2 separate regions of the Danio rerio genome follow, and region 1 is linked to region 2. Evidence: chromatin contacts called from public HiCAR-type data. All regions are on one chromosome and are shown on one strand. The core of a region is the stretch at or near the end of the contact, and the rest is flanking DNA. Distances in the headings are between cores, read along the strand shown.

The links. HiCAR-type assays count read pairs that join an accessible place to other places.
Region 1: a contact with region 2 is called in a HiCAR-type map of caudal fin, with 15 times the contacts expected there. The contact joins the promoter of mtnr1aa here to the enhancer-like site in region 2. A contact is called at or near these places in 5 of 18 Hi-C or Micro-C datasets (caudal fin, embryo and an unstated tissue) and 1 of 4 datasets of contacts at active chromatin or transcription factors (caudal fin).

Annotation. Positions count from the first base shown.
Region 1 is chr1:19,867,904-19,870,698 of GRCz12tu, forward strand. mtnr1aa (melatonin receptor 1A a) reads right to left here and starts at 1,543. Exons shown (of 2, transcript NM_131393.1): 1 at 1,131-1,543. The coding sequence starts at 1,314. All of the region lies in intron 6 of LOC137490653 (a long non-coding RNA gene), which reads left to right.
Region 2 is chr1:19,451,973-19,454,928 of GRCz12tu, forward strand. No RefSeq gene overlaps it. Among named protein-coding and RNA genes, the nearest start is that of cyp4v2a, 16 kb to the left of the region's middle. Within about 2 kb of position 1,294, at least 6 of the 62 cell types and tissues checked have an H3K27ac peak or open chromatin away from gene starts, as enhancers often do.

The DNA of each region.
Region 1 (2,795 bases), core at 293-2,792, 420 kb after region 2:
ATTAATTTAATGTTGGCAAGAAATGTAATGTATAATCACTCGACTGATTTCTGTTCATTTCCTCAATGATTCAATAAAGATGTCTCTTGGATCACATTCTTTGGGGTTCTTTGTTTTTGACCACCTATGCCTCTGGCTTGTCACCAAAGAGAAACACTTAAAAAGTGCTAACAAATCATAAAAAAGCATTGCTAAAATTGCCAACTGTGGAAGCTGGTAGAACCAAATGGCATTTAAATGTAAAAATTTAAAATGATTCTTAATAGGTATGGTCTAAAGGGCACTTGGATTTGAAGTTTGAACGAAAAGTTTATTAGGAATGTTACTGAAATCCAATCTTGCTGTTTGCAATAGAACACCTATCCACTGTATGTTTACTACTTGTGTATATGTTATGTTTACTGAGATCACTCATCGCATTATAATATTTGAACTCATCTATCTTACTAAGATCTCAAAGTATTATCCTAAAGTTCCACTACTGATTAATTTAAAATCATTTTAAAAAAAAATTGAAATTATATGACTGAACTGGGAACTGATAAGAGTTCAAGCATCTTTGGAGTTATCTTATATTTGATGGACTCGACCAAACATGCATTGGCGTCCACACATAACAGTCATACAAATCTTTACAAGGTATGTTTACAGGTTATTTATTGATTAAATATTAAGCACGTGGAGTTTATTACTTCATAATAGAATGGCACTGGAATGTGCAGTGTGGAATTACAAAAGCAACGTATCATTTGATAAGATATTGCTGCGAGTGCTGTCAGGTGAGCTATCCATGTTCAATCTGCTGGCACTTTTGCAAACAGCCGTGCGCAAAAAACACGGACACGTTTGTAGTATGTAATATAAAGTGCCATTTTGTTACGTTTGGATTAAAATCTGTATTTTAAATAGAGAAAACACACGGTGTAGAAATGTCGACGCGATTTCATGTAAACACGAAACGTGCGCGCTTGAGACTGAAGCGCGCTCTGCCACATAAATCCTGCCTGTCAGTGTGGTCTACTCTTCAGTCTCCATGTTACAAAACATCACCCTAAAACAGTTCGTGTTAAAATAAACATCAAGTCGAACGCAAATGCACCTGTGCCAGGCAGATCGCGCGCGCGACTCACCTGCGTTCCGAAGTTTCTTGTTTCTGTAGACGGAGAAAATCACCAGCAGGTTTCCCAAAATATCCACCACTATAGTGAATATGAGGAAACACCCGAGAGTAGTAGTGACCCAGGGCGGCCGCTGAAGTGCTTGCTCGCTAGGGTCCAGTGCAGAGCTGTTCAGAGAACTCCCATTCATAAACATTGTATATCTTCATGAAACTTTTTCTCAATCAACGAAATAAACCGTGCAGTTTAGGTGGCGCGCGTTCCTCCGGTGGGATCTCATCTCTTCGTGAGGTTTGGGTAAGTTGTGCGACCCGGACAACTTTCCTCGGTTCTCTCGTCCGGGCTTTCGTGTGTCGGGGTCTGCACTTTTATGGCTATGCGTGCACCCATCACAGTGTTGGTACATGACATCCACGGGCAACTTCAAAGCTCCTGTGAACATGTGATTAACTGAAGTGTTGTGTGTGTTGCCCCCCAGCGGTCGTCTTCGATAACGTTGCTTTCATTCAACCCGTTCCAGCTGTGAGAGCTTCTGTCGTCCCCTCATTCATTATTATTTATCCGCGCTAAGAGAATTTTTATTCACTTTTTTGTCTTTCCATTCAGGGAAATGTAAAGCACGTGCTGGTACGTGTAGAATAGATGGAGGCAACTGCAACTGTCATATTAATATGAATATAAAAAGATTAATTGGTATTGTGTTAAAATCGTTATTGATCATTGATTTATTATTATTATATTCTTATTTATTGTCATTTTTATTAGTCATTAAATGTGACTCTGGAGCTCAAAATTAGTTTTATGTTACAAAAGTATTTTGAGCAAGAGCCAAAAATACATTGTATGGGTCAAAAATATAGATTTTTCTTTCATGCCAAAATCATTAGACTACTATTTTAGGTAAAGATCATGCTCCATGAGGATATTTTGTGAATTTCCTACTGTAAATATACTACTGGTCAAAAGTTTAAAAAGTTTTTATGTTTTTTTAAATATCTATTTATATCTTATTATAAGTAGTTTTAAATTGAATTATTAGTCCAGTCATTATTGCTTTTATTATTATTATCATTAATAATAATTATTATTATTTTAATAATAATATTAATAATAATAATGATAATAGGAAATATTAGAGTGATTTCTAAAGGATCATGTGACTGAAGACTGGAGTAATGAAGCTGAAAATTCATCATTAAAAATCACTGAAGTAAATTATTAAATTACATTATAAACTATGTTTTGAACAGTTCTTTTTTTAGTGCAATAACATTTCACAATGTTTCTATTTGTTCTGTATTTTTTATTAAATAAATGCAGCCTTGGTGAGCAGGAGAAGCTTATTTTAAAACATTTAAAAATCCTGCTGACCTTAAATTTTTGACCGGTTGTGTTTATCAAAACACTCATATTACTAATCATTATGATTAGTAATATGCGTTACTAATAACATCAATTTAATTTTTTTTGAACCCTCAGATTATCATTCATTCATTCATTCATTTATTTTCTCTTCGGCTTAGTTTCTTTATTAATCTGGGATGGGATCATCACAGCGGAATGAACCGCCAACTTATCCAGCATATGTTTTACGCAGTGGATGCCCTTCCAGCTGCAACCCATCACTGGGAAACATCAATACGCACTTATTCACACTCATACACTACGGACAATTTA
Region 2 (2,956 bases), core at 44-2,543:
GCGACAGCACTACCTACTGCGCCACTGCGTCGCCCTATATATATATTTTATTTGATCTAAATTTAAAAAATGCATTAGGCCTTTCACAAAAGCAAAGGTGGTTTGAATAGAAAACGGAAAATATTTTTGTTAAGCATTTATTTGGGTTGAAGGAAATTGCACAGGCAAAGATCTAAATGATTCTTAGAAAATAGACTGAATGTGGCTGAAAGCAACAGATCATACTATTTTATTTCTAACAAAGACAGCAAGAGGGCTGCGCTCTTCATGTGCCCCACTCTAATTATCTCTTCATTTTCAGTCTGAATTGCTTGTTCTGCTTTGTCAGGGATTGAGAGCCTGATACAACATGGGCCTAATATGGGATGCATCTGTTATTATATTTTCAATTGCTAAGCTAAATGACATCAGTTGATTATAATCATTACATGCTTTTCTGTGTTACCACAAAGAAAGCAATCATCTTATCATCTCTTCACCGGACACGAGGGCTATCTGAAAACGTGGACGTGTGTAAAAAAAACAAAAAACATTCAGAGCTATTTTTAGCCAAGCTTAATTGTTATAGAACCCAAGTCAAACTCTAATTGCTTTCTCCTCTCTTCAGACATCACCCAATCTAGTCTTTGTCCTTATTCGTTTTTTCTTCTGTGTAGGCTACTTCTCTTTCTACCCAGTCAGATCATGGTCCCTTGAGACACGTGCATGATATTATACACCCTCCATGCCAACTACCTCTAATGGCGCACCCATTATCCTATGTTAAGTGATTTATCTTGAAATATTGGTCATTGTATGTTTTGGTAGGTGAACATTATGACAAATTGTAGCCATAGGCCCTTTCTTATTATTCGCCTTCTCATTTAACAAATCCTTTTTGCTTTGCTCAGATGTGTTTGTTTGGTAGCTGTGAGCTCGGTGTCCCTCAGGGCTGCAGTTAATTAAAACTTTCTCTCTCTCTGCTGGTTTCTGTGTTCTCCATAATCTTCTCACATTATTTCGACACAAAGCCACAGTCGTTGTGCTGTTTCCCAAAACTTTTGCATATGACCAATATCTTCCACATTAGAATAGAAATTAAATATGATAAAAGTAAAAGTCTACTGTGGAAAGTGGCAAACAGTATTTTTAGCCATGCCTGAGGCTGCAGAAATTTGTGGTTATTTATTTATTTTTATTTAATTTTTTTTTAATAGCTGTGATTTGAACAGATAATGAGCAAAATGGTATAAAGGATGAGTGTTTTAATTGTTGACTGGCAGTTCGATGGATGTTAATAGATGCAGTGATGTGTTTTGAACACAGAGGGGTGGTGTTGTACCACTTTTAGTGTATTTGCTAATGAAAAGAGCGACGATCTCTTCAATTAAAGGCACCAGACACATGAATGCACATGCAAAGCATATGCACTGGACCCTCTGGCAAACCCCAGATTTCTACACTGCAAGGACTAATATTTTTATCAAGATTTATTGTCGTGGTACAAACATTATAAACAGACTTATCTTTGTCTGGACTGGTGTTTTCCCTTTTTTTTTGGACTAAAGTACACCCAAAGGCTCATACGTAAGGCTTAAGTAATCCTTTCTTGACACGAAACATGTTTCTCATTTTAATTTCTTTCATGGCTTATTTATTAAGTCCACACAAAAAGTTTGAGACTTAATAAAAGTTATCGTCTGTTCTCTGAATTTAGCGTTAAGAGATTCATGTTTTAAACAATAAAACAATTAATTTATTTATAAACGACTATACTGATAATGACTCTTCAAAACTTTAAATAAGGTGTAATTTAGAACATTTAATTAGCAGAAAATTCATTTATGTCAATTTAAAATATTGGGAAAATGTTATGTACTGTATGAGCGTGTGTTTAGCAATGTAAGTTTTGACCTTGAAGAGACATTTCTTTGGTCCCGGTGAGGAAAACGCTGCATAAATCACACAGAATTAAGTGTTTTGGAAATGTAAACATGTAATTTGTTTCATGTAAGGGTTTTTTTCAGGAGTAGGCTGTTAGAATGTACAGATTGTATAAAATAACAATAATTACATCTATGGGAAGTCCCCAAAAAACAACAGTACACGTGATCTAAACACTATTTAGTATTTGAAATAACATTTATATAAATTAAAGAAAGAAAGAACCCAGCAAGCATTTTTTGTTGTTTTTAAAAGAAGTCTAATATGTCTGGTAGATGTCTAAACATAGTCACCTAGGCTAAAACAAGGCTAAATTTGGGCTGTCAAACCTATACTAGTCATCAAATGAACAGAAAAAGAATGACTACACATATAAAGTCTGTCTAATCGATGAATTGTTTTTGGGCTAAAAGATGTCTATTAGATTTTCTCTCACAGCCCAAGTTTAGCCTTGTCTTAGCCATGCTGTGTACGTTTAGATGTCTATAATAAATACAGGATTTTGCTGTGAAAAAAACCATGAAAGCACATATGTGTGCCTGGATACATTTTCTGAACATGAAAGTACATGTGTAGAGAGTGTGTCCAGGTTTGTGTATGTCTTTGGTCAAGCACACATGTATTAGAAACTGGCTAGCTCAGGGCTCCGGATATTAGCGTGACGGTCTCCCTTTTGAAGTGTGGGCTTTGGTAATCTTACACCTAAATTGGCAGAAATGTGGGTCATGCCACCAATTTTATCCTAGTTATCACACTCATGGTGTTTCATATTCCCTAACCAAAACCCCTCCAAGACAGAGTACATTCAAAACAATTCTGTTAAATTAATTTCAATTTAATCAAAGTATTTCTAAATAGCCCCGAGAGAGTAGAACATAAGGGGTCAGATGCTTGCGTGCACTGAAAGGACACTCAATTACTTTCAGACAGTGTTGCTGTAAAAGCAGGAGTCTCACCATTTTCATCTGTTGCTCTCTCTCTCATGTTTCCCTTTTCTTCATCATGGTAGGTTGCTTTAGAACAAACTACATTG